Regions from separate parts of the Pan troglodytes genome. Here region 1 is linked to region 2. Evidence: chromatin contacts called from public HiChIP or PLAC-seq data. All regions are on one chromosome and are shown on one strand. The core of a region is the stretch at or near the end of the contact, and the rest is flanking DNA. Distances in the headings are between cores, read along the strand shown.

Region 1 (5,603 bases), core at 1,729-4,228, 270 kb after region 2:
TGCTGTCCAGACTGGTCTCAAACTCCTGACCTTGTGATCCACCCACCTCATCCTCCCAAAGTGCTGGGATTACAGGCATAAGCCACCACGCCTGGCCAGTATTTGCAGTTTTCATACCTTCAGAGGCATATAATAATTTGAAATTATTTTTGGAAGATCTGTCATAAGCCAAATAAATATTTGAGACAAACCAGGACAACTGTTAAAATTCTCTTTAGAAAGAAGGCAGAAATTTATGATTAGGGTCCAATTTGCCACCAGTGGAACACAGAAACAGCTATTAAGCTTATTCATTTTTATTGTCATAAGGACAGGGATGGCATATCAACCAATGTGACCACTATAACTTCCAAACTCATTTTAGGTCAAATGCAAAAATTGTAAACTAAAGTTTTGATTAGCGATAAACCTATAAGAACCTTGAAAATGTCCATTAATTTTTTAAAATTATATTTATATATTTATTATTATTATTATTATTATTTTGAGACAGAGTTTAGCTCTTGTTTCCCAGGCTGGAGTGCAATGGCTTGATCTCGGCTCACCACAACCTCCGTCTCCTGGATTCAAGGGATTCTCCTGCCTCAGCCTCCCAAGTAGCTAGGATTACAGGCATGTGCCACCACGCCCGGCTAATTTTGCATTTTTGGTAGAGACGGGGTTTCTCCATGTTGGTCAGGCTGCTCTCAAACTCCCTACCTCAGGTAATTCACCCACATTGGCCTCCCAAAGTGCTGCGATTACAGGCATGAGGCACTTCGCCTGGCCATTATTATTATTTTTTGAGACAAGAGTTTCACTCGGTCACCCAGGCTGGAGTGCAGTAGTGCGATTTCGGCTCACTGCAACCTCAGCCTCCCAGATTGAAGTGATTCTTGTGCCTTAGCCTCCCAAGTAGCTGGAATTACAGGTCTGTGCGAAAATGCCCAGCTAATTTATATATTTATTATATATGTATATATATATATATATATATATATATATATATTTTTTTTTTTTTGAGACGGAGTCTTGCTCTGTTGTCCAGGCTGGAGTGCAGTGGCGTGATCTTGGCTCACTGCAACCTCCGCCTCTCGGGTTCAGGCAATTCTCCTGCCTCAGCCTCCTGAGTAGCTAGGATTACAAGCATGTGCCACCACACCTCAGCCTCTCGAGTAGCAGGGATTACAGGTGAGTGCCACCATGCCCCACTAATTTTTGTATTTTTAGTAGAGACAGAGTTTCACTATGTTGGCCAGGCTGGTCTTGAACTCCTGACCTCAGGTGATCCACTTGCCTTGGCTTCCCAAAGTGCTGGGATTACAGGTGTGAGCCACCATGCCCGGCTAATTTTTATATTTTTAGCAGAGGCAGGGTTTCACCATGTTGGCCAGGCTGGTCTCGAACTCCTGACCTCATGTGATCTGCCTGCCTTGGCCTCCCAAAGTGCTAGGATTACAGGTGTGAGGCGCTGCGCCCAACCGTTTATTACATTAAAAAAAAATTTTCCTAGCCAACTAATGCATGCAAGATGTCAGTATATATTATCTGATGTGCACTGTGTCAGGCACTGGAATACAAAGATGGGTAAGAAAGGCATAAAATCCTTGTCTTTAAGGAGCTCATATTTTAATGAGAGGTGTCCTTTTTCTTTCTGTTTTTTTTTTTGTTGTTGTTGTTGTTGTTTTTGAGACAGTCTTGCTCTGTCGCCCAGACTGGGGTGCAATGGCGCAATCTCTGCTCACTGCAGCCTCCGCCTCCCAGGTTCAAGCGATTCTCCTGCCTCAGGCTCCCGAATAGCTGGGATTACAGGTGCCCACCACCACGCCAGGCTATCTTTTCAGGTATTTATAATATAGTTTTCATATACAGTTACAGGAATAGTATATTACAGAACCTAAAGAAAAATAAAGAAGTATTAGTTGAGGAGTTCAGAAGTGGGTTTATACTGCATGTACTAGGAATTGCCTGTTGAATTAAATTAACATTTCAGAAGTAACTATTTAAATCTGTATTGTTGACACTGTAGTGAAAGCAGCGAAACGTGTCAGCAGATGATTAAGTTTTATGGTTGATTTTCACACTTTTGTAGCTTGGGACCAATATCAAGTTTCTGGGAAAAACATCCTTCCTCTCTCCCCACCCTCTATCATTAACCCCGGGTTTCTGCCTGTTGGTGTTAAGTGTGTCCTTGGGACAAAGGCGAATCAGTCATTCGGTTTTCATTTTCCTCTTATCAATCTGAGAAGAGTTACTTCAGTTTTTTTCTTCCGGAGTCTAGAAAGCGCTTAGATTGTTGAATTATTACATATTCTGCATTGAAAAGTCTGTACGTCACTCGTTATTTTTTCCATTCCCAAGACCACCAGTTACTGGAATTATTTCTGGGTGAGTGGAACACCCTTTACAAGCTGCTAGAGGAGGTATGCCTGTCCCTAGGTTATTGGCTTTCCATTGCCTAGTCTTTTAAAGAAAGCGGCACTGTTCCCACGGAAATTAACAATCATTCAATTCGGAGAGACTTGAAATCTTAAGGCCGAAGTGGAGGAAAAAACTGGATTGTTATGGGTTAGGTTACTATTTGAGAAGGGCAAGCGGGAGTTAGCGAATGGATAGGGTGTTAAAATGGGACTTTATTAAACGACTCATTACAACTGCACGAAAACTAATCCTTTGCTGGCCCCAGAGGATTTTTTTTTTACAAGCTTCAAAAACCTAACTTCAAACAAAATTTAGGAAACGTGGGATTAGTATAAATTCAGTCTGGGTGCTTACAAGACCACCTCCTCTGTCACCGACAGTGGGGACAGGTGTGAGAATTTTGCAAAAGCAGCTTTCAGAACAATTTTTCAGCTCTCAATGGTGTCCCTAACAACTTCGGGGGCGAAAAACACGCCAAGCAGCGCAGCCCTCCCCTCAGTTGCTAACCTTTCCCTTTCCCACCTCGCCACTCCCTCTCCGCCGCGGCCTGCAGCCGGGGGTTGGGGGGGCGTTTGTTTATGTGACGTCCGCCGTAGTAAGCAGTCCCCGCCCCCGTTTCCCTCTGGCCGCCGCGTTTCCCGCGCCGCGGAGCTTCTCCCCTTAAAAGGACAATAGAGGCCTCGGGAGCGCGCGCGGTCGCCGGGACTTCTCCCCCTCCCAGCCCGCGACGTGCGCGCGCCCGTATGCAAATAAGTTCGATTCAAGAGAATTTTGTGCCGGGAGCCGCGCGTGCGCAGAGGGAAAGCGGAATCTACACCTTCCCGGCCAGCGGTAGCAACTGCAGAACTGCAGGAGACAATCTTTCTAGACAAGGCAGTTGAGGAGGAGGGAGCGCTTGAGGGGGACTGGCCTGGCGTGCACTCCGCACCTCGGGGACATTATTGCGCGTGGAACGGCTGCTTTTGGAAGGTGAGTGACTCTCACCATGCTTCTAGTGCAAAACTGTCTCACGAGGCTTTGATTTCAGAGTGTTTTTTTTTTTCTCTTTTCACCTCCACCCACCTCCCCCCGTCCTTCCACTTACACACAGGAAGTTTTGTCTTGGAGGTGGCATTGTTGGGAGCGCTGTTTTCGTGATCTTCAGACCCCAGATTCTTTGGTACGCTCGTGTTTAGTGTGTATTTATTAATTGGGGAGGGTATTTGAGGCAAACCGAAAGTCTCGGGGCGGGGAAGTGAGTGGAGCCTGGGCATAATTGAGGAGTCGCCGGAGTTGAGGGATCCACGTTGAAGGTGACAATGACTTTTCTCCGCCGCAGTGTTCTCTCGCGGAAAGGAGCCCGGCGGCCGAAAGGCCCGAGAGGAAAGCGACTCGTTGGCCACCGCGCAGCGGCCGGGGTCGGTGCGTCCGCGTGGGCGCGAGGCGCGGGCAGGGTCGGGCGCCGTTGTGAAACCTCGTGGTTTAGTTGACTGCAGCCCCCGGACTAGGGTGGACAATAAACGCCATTCGCTCGGAAACTAAGTTGCCATCCGCTTCCGAGTTGGCGGCCGAGGGTCTTTAAATCGGCCTTTGGGGGTCAGTGCTGGGCTCTGCCGGAGCGCACGCGGCGTGGCGTTGTTTGCTCAACTCCGGTGGGATGCGGATGCGACAATGAGAGCAACACGCGGTCGCTTAAAAACAGCCCGTCTTCCACTCGCCTGCCCTCTTCGGACCGCGCCCAAGAGCCTCTGGTGTCCGGGGTGCTTTCGGAGCCCGAAGTTTTGCTCCCGGTGCGTTCACCTGTAGCGTAGGTGTGGGCGACACCGCGAGGGCTTCCCGTTTATGGGCGGCCGTCCGCGCTGTAAGATGGCCAGGGAAGCCAACTTGGCTGGAGATGGAGGCGGCGGCGTTCTCTACGCCGCGGGAGTCAGTGAACTCCGCAGGGCACTGCTTTTTGTGCTCTACGTGACAGACCACGTGCTTCGGGCTGCGACCCTGGTCCTTGTCCGAATGTCCAGCCAGCCCCGCGTGAGCCGTGGGATGCGGCCGCCGTCGGGCAGGTCCGGCCGGCAGGACAATGTGGTTTGCTGATGATGGCGTCTTGCCAGTTTAAAAAGCAGAGTGAAAGTCGCCAACTCTCCGCCCGTGCGGGGCGGGTACTCCGGGCGTTTCTCATCAAGGACACTGCAAAACTTTGATTAAATGGGCCTGCTCCCGAGGGGAGGGTCGGGGGGCCAGGCTCCGGACTCTTCGGGGCGCGGGGTCCGGACCCCCTACTCAAGGTGATCGTCCAGTGTCCGGCCCCTGCGAAACGCTCCGGCATCCCTGATGCTGCACGTAGGCAGCGCCCGGCTGGACAGAAAACAAAGGGCTGCATGTGCCCGTGCGGGCCCCCGGCGCTCGGGGCCGCCGCCTGGGCGTAGGGCCGTGCAGGTCGGAGGCCCTCGAAGTTCGGGCGAGTTTCGGGAGGGGCTTTTGTCCCTCAGCCTCCTCGTGGGGAAACTTTGGCGGCGCTACTTGTGCGAGGTGCCATGCTGGTGCGTAGGGAGGCGGCGTGCTTCCCCGCTCCGGGTGTGCGGTCGGGCGAGCGAGGGAGGCGGCAGTGCCCAGCGCTTCAGCCCTGGCGTCGGGGGTTGCGACGGCCGAGGGTTCCGGAGAGCTTGGCCTGGACTGCTCGGCCGGTTTCTCGTGGCCCGGGAGCCTGTGTCTGGGAGGTCTGTGGGTTCGCCTTTGAAGTCGAACTGTTGCCATGTTTGAATTACGTCAGGGCAAAGCCATGAGGAGGAACAAGCCCCGGCAGCGCGGCGTGCGGGAGGCGCGGCCTGCGGGAGGCGCCGGGCTGGGCTGGCGCGGGGCCCGTTGTTCCGGCGCAGGTGAGGGAGGCGGCGGCGAGCGACGCGGTTCACCTCCCGCTGCCCTCGCCCTCGCCCCGGCGAGCGGCCCCCGCAGGAACTTTCCTCCCGACGCGAGATGTCTTATTTACCAACAAATCCACCAGGGAGCATTCTTACTTGCTGGCTCGGCGTCTCTCGGCAGTCACCGGAGTGCCCGAGGGGGAAGCACGATTTATACGGAAGGTGGGGACCCGAGGGCTCTGGGACGAGCGGGGAGGCATTTTACTGCTTTCAGGGAAACGGGCGAGGGCGGCGAGCACCTCCTCCCCAGCCGAGCTGTGGCCCGCAAGTCCAGGGGACCCAGCCCCGACGACGCCCGATAAACCACCG
Region 2 (6,089 bases), core at 1,580-4,079:
CTCTTGGGTTCAAGCCATTCTTCTGTCTCAGCCCCCCAAGTAGTTGGGACTACAGGCACTCACCACCATGCCAGGCTAATTTTTGTATTTTTAATAGAGACAGGGTTTCACCACGTTGGCCAGTCTGGTCTTGAACTCCTGACCTCAGGTGATCTGCCCCCTTCGGCCTCCCAAAGTGCTGGGATTACAGGCGTGAGCCACCGTACCTGGCCTGACCAAGTTTTGAGGTCTTGCGTATGTGGAGCTTATTTTTATTTATTTTTTAATCTTTATTTTATTATTATTTTTTGAGACAGAGTCTCACTCTGTCACCTGGAGTGCAGTGGCATGATCTTGGCTCACTGCAACCTCTGCCTCCCGGGTTCAAGTGATTCTCGTGCCTCAGCCTCCCAAGTAGCTGGGATTACAGGTGTGCACCACCACACCTGGCTAATTTTTGTATTTTTAGTACAGACGGGGCTTCACCATGTGGATCAGGCTGGTCTCGAACTCCCGACCTCATGTGATCCACCTGCCTCGGCCTCCCAAAGTGCTCGGATTACAGGTGTGAGCCACCATGCCTGGCCCAGGACTTATTTTTTAAAAAATGTTACAGATATTAAAGTTTGTATATTTTTCTAGTAGAATCAACAACCTGTTATCACCTAGATAACCACTCTTCTTTCAACACTCAAATATAAATTGAGGGGCTAAAAAGGACCAGAGTTCTGCTAGATACCAGAAAAGTGAAGAACCAGAGTCCAACTCTTGCTCTGTGGAGTTTACAACACAGCTAAGAAGACACAGAAAAGCCATTACAAGTGTTTTTGAAGAAGTACAGGGTGCAACATGACCTAAAGGTCAATTACCCAGACTGTGGCTCACCCTGATTTCTTGATTCTTCTTGTATTTTCTTTTCTTTTCTTATTTTTTTTGAGACAGTCTTACTCTGTTGCCCAGGCTGGAGTGCAGTGGCGCGATCTCAGCTCACTCTAATCTCCACCTCCCAGGTTCAAGTGATTCTCCTGCCTCAGCCTCCCGAGTAGCTGGGACCACACATGCGTGCCACCACACTGGCTAATTTTTTGTATTTTTAGTAGAGACAGGGCTTCACCATGTTGGCCAAGATGGTCTCGGTCTCCTGACCTCGTGATCCGCCCGCCTTGGCCTCCCAAAGTGCTGGGATTACAGACATGAGCCACTGCACCCGGCCAATTCTTATATTTTCTTATATTTTACTAATTATTATTTTATTGATTTTTTTTTTTTTTTTTAGTAGGGACGGAGTTTCACCATGTTGGCCAGGCTTGTCTCAAACTCCTGACCTCAAGTGAGCCTCTCGCCTTGGCCTCCGAAAGTGCTGGGATTACAGGCTTGAGCCACTGCACCCGGCCTCATTTTATTTTTATAGAGACAGGGTCTCTCACTATTTTGCCCAGGTTGGTCTTGAATTCCTGGACTCAAATGCTCCTCCTGCCTTGGCCTCTCAAAGTGCTGGGATTACAGGCCTGAGCCACCATGGCCAGCCTCTTTCATTTCAAAATTGAAGAAAGAAAGTGAAGATACAAGCTACATTAAATGATGGTATGCATGCACATATATCTTCTAGGAAGAACATTATTCAGTCAAATAATCGAGGTTCTCTCAGGCAACCTCTCTGGAAGGTTTGCTTGTATGTCTAGTGGTAGATACCCCAAATCCCCAAAGAAGAAAGCAGGGAGTGGTGTGGAAGGGGTTGCCATGTGGAGATGAATTGGATTCAGTTTTCTATCTTTTAAGTTTTATTTTTACTTACATGGCCGGGCACAGTGGCTTATGCCTGTAATCCTAGCACATTGGGGGGCCAAGGCGGGAGGATCACTTGAGCCCAGGAGTTTGACAGCAGCCTGGTCAATATAGTGAGACCCCGTCTCTTAAAAAATTATTTTTTAAATAAATAAATGTTATTTTTTTACTTCGATGGAGACAGAGTCTCCCTCTATTGCCCAGGCTGGTCTTGAACTCCTGGTCTCATGTGATCTTCCTACCTGGGCTTCCCAAAGTGTTGAGTAAATTACAGGCGTGAGCCACTGAGCCCAGCCAGTTTTCTTTCAAAGGAAAAAGAACTGGTTGTCGAGTTCCTTCCGAAAAGGCAAAAGACAGAGCTGAGCAGGGCAAGAAAGCCGTGCCTTTGGGAGGAGCAGAGTTCATGGTCTAATTCCTGTTGCTTTAGCCTCCGATTGTTACTTGCGGGGAAAGCCGATAACATCGGATGGGTACAGGGCTGCGGAACTGGAGCGCCTTGGCTATTTACACTGACCTGGAAAATGTCAGGATAAGTGACAGAAGGCGGGGGTTGGTGACTGCACTCCTTCTAGAAGTCTCAACGCTTTGTGGGTATTGAGTTGTGTTTTTTCCCCCTCACGGTTGACTTGTCACTAAGTCACTAAGGATGGCCCGTAAATGGGGTGACGGCTGGGGGAAGGGAGGACCTTAAAGTGAGACAGGCACCCCCACACAGGTCACAGTTTAAAAGACGATGGTTCAGACCGTTATGCGAAATGATCTCAGAGCGGCTGTTCACCTTCCCCAAAGCTGCATTAAAAGAAATAAGGATGGGTGACAACCCCTTTAGAAGACAGACCCCCACACTGAGGCTAGCCCTCTTATCGGCTGGCCAGGGCGAGGAGGGGTGTGTGCAGGGTCGCCCTCGATGCCGCAGCCGGGGCCAGTGGGCACGAATGCGGCCCCACGCCAGGCTTGGCCTCCGAGCCCGCTAGGCGCGCGCGCACGGTAGAAGCGCGCGCCTCCGTCCATCGCGAGCGCGCCCCCCACCCCTCTCCGTCGCACGCGCCGAGCCCCGGCGCCCCTGCCCGCCCCGCGCTCCCACAGCCCGAGCGCCGCTCAGCTGACCCGCGGGCGCCAGACGCGGCGGCTCTCAGCTCGCAAGCGCAGCTGCGGCGGCGAGGGCCTCTCAGGCCGACACTCCCCCCGCGCCCCTCCCCCACCCGGCCGGGCTCCGGACCCGCCGTGCGCGAGCCCGCGGCCGCTTCCCCCGCGCCGAGCGAGGAGGCAGGCTGCGGCGGCGAGAGGTGGCTGCGCGGCCATGGGCGCGCCAGTGTCGCCCTAGACCACACTGGCTGTGCACAGACCACAGCCGGAGCGGTGGTGGCAGCCTCCGCAGAAAGCCTTCCCGGGCGGCGGCGGCGGCCCCTGGAGCAGCGCGGCCGGGATGAGCGGGAGCTGCGCGGCGCCCGGCCCGGGCTCGGGCTCCTCCCCGGCCGCCTGCCGCTTCGCGCACTACTTCGTGCTGTGCGGGATCGACGCGGACAGCGGGCTGGAGCCTGACGAGCTGGCGGGTAAGGCCAGGGCTGCGGCGGCGCTGAGTCCCCTCAGGGGCGCGGGGGACGCTGTGGGGAAGCGCGGGAGGCGGGGTGCGGGCTCCAGACAAAGTCAGCTCCCGGTGGCGCCCTCCCGCCGCTTTCTGGCCGAACTGGCGCTCGGGCGCGATTTAATGACATTGTTATTTATTCCGCGTGCGGGCTTTGCGGCTGCGCCCACCGGGGCTTTCGCCCCCAGGCGCTGGGTTATTAATAACAGGCGCGGGGGTGGCCCCAAGGGCACGGTCCCCGCCTGGCGCGCCGGCCCCTTCGCCTGCAGCCGCACTCGGAGGCGGCCAGTGACTCACCGGGCGCGCGGGCTGCCCCCCGACCGCCGTGCCTGCCTCCCACCCGCCAGCCACCCGGCCCCGGCCGCGAAGTTTCGGCCCCGCACGTGACGCGGCTTTCGGGCCTCTTCGGGAGAGGGGGAGTCGGACTCAGCTCGGCTCCCGCCGGGGTAGCGTCCGCGGAGGAGCCGGTGGCCGTGCGGAGCGAGCGCGGGGCGGGGGCCGGTCGGACTCTGCCCTCTGCGCCGCCTGCCGCTCTGCGGTGCCGGCCAAGTCACCTTTTGGAATCCCGTGGATTTGGCCGCGTCTGGGAGCTGGCAGGGACCTTTGGACGCTCGGGACCCAGCACCGCGCTTTGTTGACACTGCCTACACTGTTCCCGAGTTTAAATTCAGTTGGGTGCACCGTGTGTTAGTGCCTGGTTTTCCCGGAGGGGTACCGGTCTTTCCGCTTGACTCATTTGATGGCGCAGTGCGGGGCTGTGCTGGGCAAACGACGCCGTTAAAAGGGGCCGTTAAAGGGCGATGGAGGGGGCAGGGCAGCGGAGTGCGCAGTGTCGAGAGGAGGCCGGGGAGAAACAACTGATTTCATTTTTCACGCCTGTTCCTTTCTGCTTGCCTCCACGGGATCTGAATCTTGATTTGTTGTTAAATGGGTGAGAGAAGTGACATCTACCGCCTGAACTTTGTGTCAGTGTTAAAGACTTAGGTCATAGCCTTTCAGAACAACTTCCTTTGGACAAATAATTCCTTATTGATTGCACTAACGTAAATTTTTCGCTTTTCCTTTGGTGGGGGTGGGGAGACTGGGAAGAATATATTAAATAATAAACAATAGTAAACAGAACTGTTCAGCCTTAAAATACAGTCCCCATCAACCCACGTCTTGGCTATCTTTTTCTTAACTCGGCTTCAGAGCAAAACATTTTCTTTTTTTCATATTCTTCGGAGGTAGAAACACAAAACATTTTCAACAAAAACTGTAAGTCTAGTTTTAGTTAAAAAAATTTTTGGAGAGATAATAGAATAGCAGGTTTTTCCGTATGTGTAATTATGTAATCACATTGTTTCTTCAACTAAGATTTCATGTACATGTTAAGAATGGCTTTGTTAAAGGATATGAAGAAAAAATGTCTGCAGAGAGATTTGGAGAGATTCTTCTCGAGATTGGTGAAGGAATATTGTTATTTTTCTAGACTCCTTTCTTCCCTAAAGATCCTGAACATTTGTGGCACCAGGGTCACTTGGAGTCCTTCTGTCAGTGATGACTGATGAAAGGAAAAAAGCCTGTATTTTTCTTTTCCGTTTGCCTACTGAAGCTAAAACTGTACCTTTTAGGTGTGACCTAGGACTCTTTAGGCACAGAGAGAATGATGTTAACAAAACCATCAATTAGACTTTAATGCATTTTTAAGAAACAAACTATGATGTCTCTTTTTGCAAAACTGTGTGAGTGTGGGTGATTGGGATTTCTGCTTCTCGTAATATTTAATGTATTCAGGTAATAATGTATTTTGCCTTGTAATATTTCAGTATCATTCATCCAACAGTTTTGAAAGCTTCTATCTGTAGTCGGTTTTTTAGGCACTGGGGACAGCTGTGAAGAAGCAGTCAGAAATCCCTGCCATCATGGAGCATACGTTCTAGTGTAAAGAGATAATGAAAATACAATCATCTCTCCGTAACCATGGGGGATGGATTCTAGAGTGTCCCCCACACCAAAATCCTCGGATGCTGAAGTCTCTTATAATAAAATGTTGTAGTATTTGTATATAACCTATGAACATTTTCCTGTACACTTTGTCATCTCTAGATTACTTATAATACCTATTACATTGTAATGTTATGTAAATAGTTGTTATACTGTATTGTTTAGGGAATAATGACAAGAAAAGAAGTCTGTACATGTTCAGTACAGATGCAACCATTGTAGGCCTAACTACGTTTTCAATCTGTGCTTGGTTGAATCTGTGGATGCGGAGTCCACGTGAAGTGCCGACTGTATATAGTTCTCCAGATGTTAATAAGTGCTATGAGGAAAAATAAAGCAGGGGAGTGGATTTAGGGACATGCCAGCAGAGTGGTGGGATGGTGGGGTTGTGATTTTAAATAAGATGGTTAGGGAAGGCCTCACAGGGAGGGTGACATTTGAACAGAGCCTTGAAGGACGTGAGGAAGCAGGCCAGATGGATCACCTGGGGGCACAGCATTGCACGCAGAAGAAACAGCAAGTGCGAAGACCCTGAGTGGGACAGTCCCTAGTTTGTGCTGGTAACAGCAAGGAGTCCAGTATGGCTGGAGCTGAGGGAGAGGGAGAGTAGTAGGTAAGATCAAAGAGAAAGGGCAGGGGAGATTGTATAGGGCCTCATGGAGTTGTTAGGCTTTTAACTCTGAGATGGGAAAGTTTGGAAGGTTTTGAGCAGAGTAATGACAAGATCTGATGTGCCTTCTAAAATGACTGTTGT

The links. HiChIP or PLAC-seq counts read pairs in DNA pulled down with a chosen protein or histone mark.
Region 1: an H3K4me3 HiChIP or PLAC-seq map of stem cell-derived excitatory neurons shows a contact between it and region 2, with 5 times the contacts expected there. The contact joins the promoter of SINHCAF here to the promoter of DENND5B in region 2. A contact is called at or near these places in 1 of 7 Hi-C or Micro-C datasets (stem cell-derived neural progenitor cells) and 1 of 1 datasets of contacts at active chromatin or transcription factors (stem cell-derived excitatory neurons).

The regions. Positions count from the first base shown.
Region 1 is chr10:64,176,311-64,181,913 of NHGRI_mPanTro3-v2.0_pri, forward strand. It overlaps SINHCAF (SIN3-HDAC complex associated factor), which reads left to right and starts at 2,979. Exons shown (of 6, transcript XM_063786760.1): 1 at 2,979-3,369. It overlaps LOC129136648 (a long non-coding RNA gene), which reads left to right. Exons shown (of 2, transcript XR_008538485.2): 2 at 1,676-1,779. It also overlaps the pseudogene LOC134807572.
Region 2 is chr10:63,910,782-63,916,870 of NHGRI_mPanTro3-v2.0_pri, forward strand. It overlaps DENND5B (DENN domain containing 5B), which reads left to right and starts at 2,830. Exons shown (of 21, transcript XM_001138331.7): 1 at 2,830-3,317. The coding sequence starts at 3,191. It overlaps LOC107967545 (a long non-coding RNA gene), which reads right to left and starts at 2,765. Exons shown (of 3, transcript XR_010148328.1): 1 at 2,279-2,765.